2 separate regions of the Mus musculus genome follow, and region 1 is linked to region 2. The links are chromatin contacts, called in public HiChIP or PLAC-seq maps. All regions are on one chromosome and are shown on one strand. Each heading gives the region's core, a stretch centred on a gene start, on an enhancer-like site or on the middle of the called end of the contact. The rest is flanking DNA. Distances are from core to core; before and after follow the strand shown. Region 1 holds the start of Zfp622 (zinc finger protein 622). Region 2 overlaps Retreg1 (reticulophagy regulator 1).

What was found. HiChIP or PLAC-seq counts read pairs in DNA pulled down with a chosen protein or histone mark.
Region 1: an H3K4me3 HiChIP or PLAC-seq map of bone marrow-derived macrophages shows a contact between it and region 2, with 2.3 times the contacts expected there. The contact joins the promoter of Zfp622 here to the enhancer-like site in region 2. A contact is called at or near these places in 1 of 39 promoter capture datasets (macrophages), 1 of 484 Hi-C or Micro-C datasets (bone marrow-derived macrophages), 4 of 115 datasets of contacts at active chromatin or transcription factors (bone marrow-derived macrophages, extraembryonic endoderm stem cells, microglia and 1 more) and 4 of 9 other capture datasets (adipose tissue, liver, macrophages and 1 more).

The regions. Positions count from the first base shown.
Region 1 is chr15:25,980,922-25,985,687 of GRCm38.p6, forward strand. It overlaps Zfp622 (zinc finger protein 622), which reads left to right and starts at 3,445. Exons shown (of 6, transcript NM_144523.3): 1 at 3,445-4,262. The coding sequence starts at 3,629.
Region 2 is chr15:25,867,010-25,871,909 of GRCm38.p6, forward strand. The region is part of intron 1 of Retreg1 (reticulophagy regulator 1); the gene reads left to right. Among named protein-coding and RNA genes, the nearest start is that of Retreg1, 26 kb to the left of the region's middle. Within about 2 kb of position 2,277, at least 8 of the 459 cell types and tissues checked have an H3K27ac peak or open chromatin away from gene starts, as enhancers often do. A contact at or near this core is called in bone marrow-derived macrophages, where this site is marked.

The DNA.
Region 1 (4,766 bases), core at 2,195-4,694, 120 kb after region 2:
TGGTTTAGGTATCAGAGTGAATTGGGTAGAATACCTTCTGTTTCTATTTTGTGGAATAGTTTGAGGAGAATTGAAATTAGGTCTTCTTTGAAGGTCTGATAGAACTCTGCACTAAACCCATCTGGTCCTGGGCTTTTTTTGGTTGGAAGACTATTAATGACTGCTTCTATTTCTTTAGGGGAGATGGGACTGTTAAGATCGTTAATCTGATCCTGATTTAACTTTGGTACCTGGTATCTGTCTAGGAAATTGTCCATTTCATCCAGGTTTTCCAGTTTTGTTGAGTATAGCCTTTTGTAGTAGGAAGGATCTGATGAGGCTTTGGTCAACTCTTGTAGTGACCCATCTAATACTAGTTTCTTGACAAAAACATGAATCCACTCATTAAGGTAAAGCTCCTATGACTTAATTACCTCTTAAGTGTTCCATTGCCTTCCAACACTGTTACACTGGGGAACAAAATTCTGGCCCTAGAACCTTTAAGGGATATACCATATCTAAATAATAGCAAGCATAATTAACAAGTGGTAAATAGACTAAGGCTACACCCCTAGCAGAGGACAAACTAGACTGACCACAGTCTGTTCTCTCGAGTTCACTACAGAATCAATGGAGGGAGCAGTGGTGCTCTGAAGAGGAAAAGTAAAGGGTACTGAGAAGCCGAAGATGCTAAATAGGATTGTGAAAATAAACAAGAGCAAGCAGAGAGGAAATCAAGGATAGCAACAAATGCAAAATCAAATAGGAAAAAAAAATCTAGAAATGCTTTTCTTTATATAGCTAATTTCTGCTTTTCATGGAGACTTGAAAATACATATATTTTGCTCACTTCAGCTGGTGAGGAATACTAGATATATTTCTCAAAATGAGATGTTTAGAAAGTTATTCCAAAATTTCTATATAATCTCGAAATAAAAACTTTCTGCAACAAAGAAAAAAAATGAGATTTTACCTTTGCACTACAAAATCGCAGTTTTAAGAAACACTGAATAGACTCTGCCCTGGTATTATTCTAGTGTTGGGTATGGGGCCATGAAAGGGAAGCCTGTTTTCACGGAACTTATACTCAAGATGACTAACATGATGTATGACTAGGCCTTCTGATTTGTGCATAATTATAAGGTTTCCCTGGATGCAGGACTTCCATTGCTAAGCCTGGGAGAAAATAACAAACACTAGTAGTAGCTGCTCTCTCAAAGCAATCCATAAAGTCCACCTGGCCCCACTCCGCTGTTCTTCATGGACTTCTGACCAGGCCTTTCACATTAGATGAGCTGAGAATACTGTAAAAGTACTTAGTCAGGGAGCCGGGTGTGGTGGCGAACGCCTTTAATCCCAGCACTTGGGAGGCAGAGGCAGGTGGATTTCGGAGTTCGAGGCCAGCCTGGTCTACAAAGTGAGCTCCAGGACAGCCAGGGCTATACAGAGAAACCCTGTCTCAAAAAACCAAAATAAATAAATAAATAAATAAAGTACTTAGTCAACACCAGAACTGCACAGGCAAAAGGGAAGCTAACTGCCACCCTATGAAGACAAATATTACTATGGGGAGATTCAATTGACAAGGAAAGAACATCTCTTACTATTAGCCAAGCGAGTCTTCTCTGATGAGACTCCTCCAGCCATGGTAAAATACTAACCCTTCAGGTTACTTCAGCCTTCGCCACAGGTTCACCATGAACTCATGTGAGAGTACATAAGAACCACCTAACTCGGGCACGCTTGCCTTGCAGAAACTGAATGTTTTGATGCTAAATACTAGTGATTCAATATAGCACAACAGATAACAGTGATAAAAAGCAATACCTAGTAAGGACTTAAGAAATGGGGTGTTGCAGCAGTATGTAGCAGAGGATTGCATTGTTTGGCCTCAGTGCCAGAGCATGTGCCTAATCCTCTAGAGACTTGATACCCCAGGGAGGGGCTTTGCAGGAGGGGGGTCACCCTCTCTGAGGTGAAGGGGAGGGAGTATAGGGGAAAGAACTCTGTGAAGGGGACTAGGAGAGGGCAACATTTGGGATATAATTATAATAATAACAAAAACAACAACAACACAAAAAAAATACTGGCATTATTTTTGACAAAAGGCTCTAGAACCCCCCCCCCCCCAAAGGCATTTGGGCAAAGGTTTACAAAAGGGAGCAAGCTGGCAGAAAGATATTCAGGCAGAATAGCATAGCAACGGATTTCTAACACAATACCAAAAATATACTTGCTTAACCTGTTAGAACAATTGACATTGAATCAGGGTGAGTTAAAGGCAGGGATAGAACAGAGGATTTGCCAGGCAGTGGTGGCATACGCCTTTAATCCAAGCACTTGGGAGGCAGAGGCAGGTGGATTTCTGAAGGTCGAGGCCAGCCTGGTCTACAGAGTGAGTTCCAGGACAGCCAGGGCTACACAGAGAAACCCTGTCTCAAGAAAAAAAAAATCGAACTGATATGAATTGCTGCTGTTATACACACAGGGTCTCCAAGGTTTAGTACCCACGATGGAGCGTAAAATCACAGATAGATCCTTTTAAAGTTTTAGATGCTGAAAGAGTATTTCGATCATTAAAAGCAACTTCACCTAGTTTGACTTTTTTGTTTGTTTGTTTTTATTAGGTATTTATTTCATTTACATTTCCAATGCTATCCCAAAAGTCCCCCACACGGTCCCCCACCCACTCCCCTACCCATCCACTCCCACTTTTTGGTCCTGGCGTTCCCCTGTACTGGGGCATATAAAGTTTGCAAGTCCAATGGGCCTCTCTTTCCACTGATGGCCAACTAGGCCATCTTCTGATACATATGCAGCTAGAGACACGAGCTCTGGGGGTAATGGTTAGTTCATATTGTTGTTCCACCTATAAGGTTACTTTCTCTAGCTCCTCCACTGGGGGCCCTGTGATCCATCCAATAGCTGACTGTGAGCATCCACTTCTGTGTTTGTTAGGCCCGGGCATAGTCTCTACTTTGACTTTTTATATGGCTACTTGGATTTAAAAATCTCACATGTGGCTCGGATTATATTTTGTGGGACAGTGGCTAGGCTGTACTTTCGGCTCCCAGCAGGGAATCTTTTCTGTTCAAGAGCTCTGACCGCCCCCTTCGCTGCAAAGAGCTTGGGTCGGTTTGGCCTCCGGAAGTTCCACGCTGTCGCCACGTTTGATCCCCCTTTCCAGAGGCGCGAGAGACAGTCTTGACGGGATCCATCTCTCAAGAGCAGTCCCAGAACCATCCCAGGCACCCACGCCCTTCTTTCCCTCACAAGCCCATCCCTCTGACCTCGTCACGGCAAGCGACACAACCGCTAAGCCCTCAGGAGGCAGCGGCATCCTCCAGGCACACGCCCACCTTTGATTGACAGGGCGGATCCAGGCGCGAAGAGAGCGACATGAAACTTCGTCATTTCCGGGGACCCAGGCGGGCCTTCTTAAGCCAGCTGCCAAGAGTTTCCTGTGCGAGTCGGAAGTTCCCTCACTTAGAACTCGGAAGTTCCCTCACTTAGAGCCCGGAAGCTGGTGTCTGGTGTGTCTTTTCCTGGCTGTGGGCGAAGGAGGTTCTCTGCGTTTGTGGGACTAGAAGGCGGCCGGTCAGGCTTAGAAGGTTCTCGGCTGGGTCGTCTCTGTCTTCCGGGCCCGGGGATGGCGGCTCTCACGTGCATCACCTGCCGGGTGGCGTTCCGCGACGCGGAGCTGCAGCGGGCGCACTACAAGACGGACTGGCACCGCTACAACCTGCGGCGCAAGGTGGCCGCCATGGCCCCGGTGACGGCCGAGGGCTTCCAGGAGCGGGTGCGGGCGCAGCGCGCGGTGGCCGAGGCGGCGGAGGCGAGCAAGGGCGCGGCCACCTACTGCACGGCGTGCGGCAAGAAGTTCGCCACCTTCAACGCCTACGAGAACCACCTCGGCTCCCGGCGGCACGCCGAGCTGGAGCGGAAGGCGGTGCGGGCCGCGAGCCGGCGCGTGGAGCTGCTGAACGCCAAGAACCTGGAGAAGGGGCTGGGCGCGGACGGCGTCGACAAGGACGCCGTGAACGCCGCCATCCAGCAGGCCATCAAGGCCCAGCCCTCCACGTCCCCCAAGAAAGCGCCCTTCGTGCCCACGGACGAGTGCGGGAGGGCGGCGGCGGGCGCACGGGGCGTCCCGGAGCGAGACCCGACGGAGAAGCCGCCCCGGCTCCAGTGGTTCGAACAGCAGGCGAAGAAGCTGGCGAAGCAGCAGTGGGAGGACGGAGAGGAGGAGGGAGAGGAAGAGGAGGAAGACGACGAAGACGAAGGTAGGTAAGGGTCCTGTCGGGGTTGGGGCGAGCGGGAGGCTCCGGGAGACATCGCGATGGAGACGAAGGGCTGGGTCCACGTTCAGCGATGTCGCCCTCCCCTGAGGCCCCCAGCCCGAGCCTTCTTCAGTGTTTACCTTTGCGACATCCATTCCCAGGCTGGACCCTGACTTTCTTCTTATCCTTTTACCGCAGCCTTTGAGGGAGTGGGGTTCCAGGCCCAGGGCATCCCGCCTGGATTTAAAGATGTTTCCTGGTTTATGACTTTTAACTAGTTAAGCAGATGGATTGTAGGCCTCCATACTTTTTTGGTGTTTTTTTGGTTTTTCGAGACAGGGTTTCTCTGTGTAGCCCTGGCTGTCCTGGAACTCACTCTGTAGACCAGGCTGGCCTTAAACTTTAGAAATCCCCCTGCCTCTGCCTCCCAAGTGCTGGGGTTAAAGGCGAGTGCCACCACTGCCGGGCTGTAGACCTCCATTCTTATGCTTGCTCCCGGACGCACCA
Region 2 (4,900 bases), core at 1,027-3,526:
GGAGTCGTGCTGAAAGGCTACCCTGGTTTGTCAATTTTTTTTATTTTTGTTTTTAATTTATTTTGGATTTACCTAGTTGTACCTTGAGGGGTCAAAGTCAGGTCTGACAACTGACTTGGCTTTTGGGGAACTTTATGTAATTCTAAAATAGTTTGTTTCTGAACAACGTATGGGGCAGAGGGGAAGTCATGCCAGGGCCTGGTCATACAGCATTTAAAACAAATATGCCAGCTTGTCACTGTCCAGGATGCGCTGAGTTCATGGAAGGTCATTGGTGTTTATATTCTAGGCTTGGTCTGAAGCTTAGTGCCACAATGGAGTCACTTTACCCTTCTGGCCTCCAAATGCCACTCTGGCATTTTACGTTATTTTTCAAATCTGTGTACCTGAACGGAATATGTTATATCAGAAGAGAAAAGATATGTGCCAAAGACTTACAGGGAACACTGGCCTGCCTAGCTCTCTAAGGGCACCAACTTGAGTCTAGTCTTCCGACACCTGGGAGATACTTACTGCCGTGCTCAACATGCACCAACAGAAACCCAGTAAAGTGGCTTGTTTGGTTGGCAATCAAGCCTTTCATAAGAGGGCACCTCGGTGATGAAATAAAGGGAGAGGGAATCTTTGTGTTAGTTTGTGGATGAAGAAACTGAGTCTCCACTGATGTCACGATCAGTGTCAGAATCTCACCCCTCTGTAAATTGTGCTACTCAGTGTCAAATGTGACGGAGCTCAGGGAGCAAAGGGAGAATGTTCTAGAATGTCCAGGTCACTGATTATGTTTTATGGATATGGGTAAGAACCTGACTGTGTTGACCCAACTGTGTCTCTGGGACCTTTTTGTTTGTATGGGTTTTAAGATAGACTTTTTATTAGCATGTATTTATTATATACAATGGTTCTCTTGTTAGGGCATTCTCATCCATGCTTATAAAGTATTTTGATCATATTTGCTTCCCATGACCCTCCCCAATGCCTTCCCACTCCCATTTTATTTTTTTTCCTCTTCCTTGGCTAGCCCCTCTTCTATTTTCATATCCCTGCCTACCTTTTAATGACCCAAGTGAGTTTCATTAGAGTTGCTTACAAGAGTACAGGCACCTTTGGAGTTTTTTTGTTTTGTTTTGTTTTTGTTTTTGTTTTTGTTTTGTTGTTTTTTTTTTTTTTGGTTTTTCGAGACAGGGTTTCTCTGTGTAGTCCTGGCTGTCCTGGAACTCACTCTGTAGACCAGGCTGGCCTCGAACTCAAAAATCTGCCTGCCTCTGCCTCCCAAGTGCTGGGATTAAAGGCGTGCGCCACCGCTGCCTCCTTTGGAGCTTTTTGAAGGTCTAGAGTGGCTGTTCTGACAGATATCCCCATTCTCAACTTTTAGTTGTGCCTTGAGGCCTTAGGCTAGCACTTAAACTTCTTGCTTCCCACACCGCAGGGACCAACTAGTTTGAAGTCAATTTGATAGAAGCAGACAATGGTTTTTTTCTTGCTTACCATAGCAATTGCTTGAGTTTGACTCTATTTGAAACAAGGTATTGATTGGGCTCCTGGCAGTGTGACCATCTTTCAAATGAGGAGGGAGGTTCAGTCTTTATTTAAAAGGCAATTCCTGGCACCTGAAAACACACTTACTAGTCAAAGGAAACGTTTTTTCTGTTCTAATTACAAATTTACATGGTATTTACTTAAAGTAACTGTGACCTGTTAACATGGACAACGGTCACTTTGATGCCTCTATTAGTTATCAAAGCACAACTTAATGAAATGCGTGCAATAGAATATTTGCTACGTCTCATGAAACCCTTTCTTGTTATTATGCTTTCTTGTTATGGCACATTTCATGTTATTATGCATCATTTGAACTCCACAAGTCTTGCAGGAGTGTCCAGCTCACAGCCTGCAGGGCTGCATACCACTCTATGTCCCACTACACAATCATCAACTGATTGAAACAGTATAAGGTGTCTCTGTAATTGTTGTTACTTGACTGGGAAGCTCACAAGTAACAACTGTTTGTTTGTTTTTTTTTTTTTTTTGGCAATGTGACCCAGCAAAACCAAAAGGTTGGGCTCCCTTGAGAGTCCCTGTAGGCACCTAGTGCCTTAAGACTTTGGCCTTTAAAAAAAATAAATAAATAAAGCCAGACTAGAACAAAGACTGGAGACCACTGAAACACATGTTTTAGGGGCATTGAGTATTAGCTGTAACTGCTGTGGATTTGCACACAGCCAGAACTTGGTGGAGAAATTAAACTATGAGTCAGCGATGGCTTCACGTCTGGGGCCCATTTGCTCGACAGTTGCATAAAATCCTAATGCCTCTTTTCCGGTGGGGGAAATGGCTCCTAATTGGAAGGAGGGACATCACAGGGACATCACGGGGACATTCTTCCTGCCACCTGCTGGTGTTGCTAACAGATATTGACTGGACATTTTTACCCATTTCTTTATCTTTTAAGGAATGAATGCATACTTTGTTGGCATGCTTTTTCAAAATACCTTCAGAGTAATCTAAACTCTGAACTCTGAGGGTATCATTTTTTTTTTGTAATCCATAATGGGGATTTTTAGTGTGAGAATTTTAGCCTTGTTTTCATTGTTTATGAAAAATAAACAAGCTAAACCTTTATTCTTTCATTATACAAATTGTCTATGTACTTAGTGGTGAAAATTCAGTGTTTGCTCAAGTGCTCAGTGTGTTAGAGTATGTATTTTAAAATAATTAAGTGGAAATAAAGGTGCAACTTTAGAATTGCTTTTGTGTTCCTTTAAATTCACTAGTATTAGGGAATAGTAGGCTTCAGTAATCAAAATGGGAATTGAATCTCAGGAGAAATTATATAATTAGTCGGTTTTGGTTGTTTGATACAGGGCTACATATAGCTCAATCTGGTCTCAATTTTGCTATGTAGCTGAGGCTGCCTTTGAACTTCATCTTCCCACTTCTACCTACCAATTGTTGAGAGTGGAAACACATTCAGTTTTATTTTTAGCAGTACCACTGAATATATCAGTCGGGTTTTGTATATATTTGGTGTCCTGTGTGACTTAGGTATTGGATCTACGTTTTCAGTCTGAAGTTGTCCCGTGAATGTGTTCTGTGTTCTGTGTGAGTGTTGCTTGTGAGACCACAGTGCTGTCCGTCCTTCCTGTACTGCCTCACATTCATGCATGTGGCTGATGAGCAGCAGCAGGTCCAGGGGACCACAGACAATCAGTCTTGGGCTAACGATGACTTAAAAGTAAAGGAACATCTTTTACAGAGCAGCCCACATATATTTGGTGGTGTACAGCCTTTGCTGTAAACCTAGCTGCTTTGTCTTTTTGGGAGGACCTGTGCTCCAGGCCCATTAGTGATAAGGAAATGTGAGAGTCCCTCTTGTGACCCTCCCAGCCACACAGTTACACTCTTGCTTTAGCTCAGGGCATGTTATTAGAACCCAGACTATTGTTCAATGGCTGCTGTTTTGGTTTGACTATAGGTTTTTTTTTTTTTTTGTCAACTCCATATAAATAGAGTCACCTGGGAGGAGAAAACCTCAATTGAGGAATTGTTTCCATCAGATTGGCCTGTGGAGAATTTTCTTGATTGAGCCGGGCAGGTTCGCTCATTGTGGGTGGTGGTATCACCCTGGGCAGATGGTCCTGGGTTAAATTATGGAAAGCAAGCCAGAGAGCAGCATTTCTCCATGGCTTCTGCTTCTGTTGCTGCCTCCTGGTTCTTCTTGTCTTGTGCTCCTCCTATTATGGCTTCCCTTGATGAATTAGATCTGAGAGCTGAAATGAAAGCTCTCCTTCGCAAGTTGTCTTGGTTCAAATGTTTTATCCCAGCAACAGAAACAGAGCTAGAACCTGCCCTCTGAAATATCATGAGACGACTATAAGAGGCAGGACCTGTAAATGGTGATTAGGGTTCTGCCTTCAAGAATACACCAACCTGCTTAAATGATGAGAGGTTTAATGGGTTAATGAACTGTCTGGATAGTAGTCAATTTGCTTTAGACTCTCAAGTTCACAGTCTTTGCTCAGAACATGTGACGTCTGCGCTCCTTTCGTCCTCTTGTCAGCAAGAGGGCCACCACTAGACTCAGCCCTTTGACTTTATATCTTAGGCGAAAGCTGAAAAAAAAACTCTCTTCTTTATAATTTACTCAGTTATTGGCAGTAAAAGATGACTAAGGCAAAGGGGACGATGGAATTCAGGTCTTCTACTGAAGAAGAGATCATGTAAGCCGGATCCACTGGACGCTCATGCTAACCATCTCTTAGAGACCTTAAAAATGATGTGGTAATGGTCTCTATACCTTCCTTCTCAGTTCAGTAAGATGTTACTGTTAGGAGAATGTAGAAAATTCAAGATTAACAATTACAGTGGTCGTACGTGTGGATGAGTTGTGTTATTTGAGTTGATCATTTGACAGTTGTTGAATCTACAGCAAGCAAACAGCTATTGAACCCTGCTTTTGGCAAGGAAGTGCCTAAGAGATGCTGGGAACAGGGAAGAGCGGGCTCAACCTGTGTGGCGCTCACAGCTTCAAATGGAGAAGAAGATGGTAAAGAGATGAACAGGGAAATAAACGCGCAGATAGGAACCATGAGGAGCGCTGTGGGAGGGGCGATCGTTAAGCTGGGGAAGCATTGGTTGTCTGATTTGGTTGCAGGCTGCCAGGGAGCCTGGCTGGCTTTTCCTGTCTCTGTCACCACATCTGGTAGTGAATCAGGAAACCCTAACCATGCCTTAGTCTGGCTTTGTTGTGTGCATTGGTTGCCTTCTGCCAGAGAGCAGAAGGTCAGTTCTTTCTGGATATATGAATTTAAAGGTCTGATGTAACAGACTTTATGATTGGGTTGTTTTCAGCCAACTTTGCCTGATGGGGACATTTCTCTGTAGTGTTTAAAGCATCGATCTG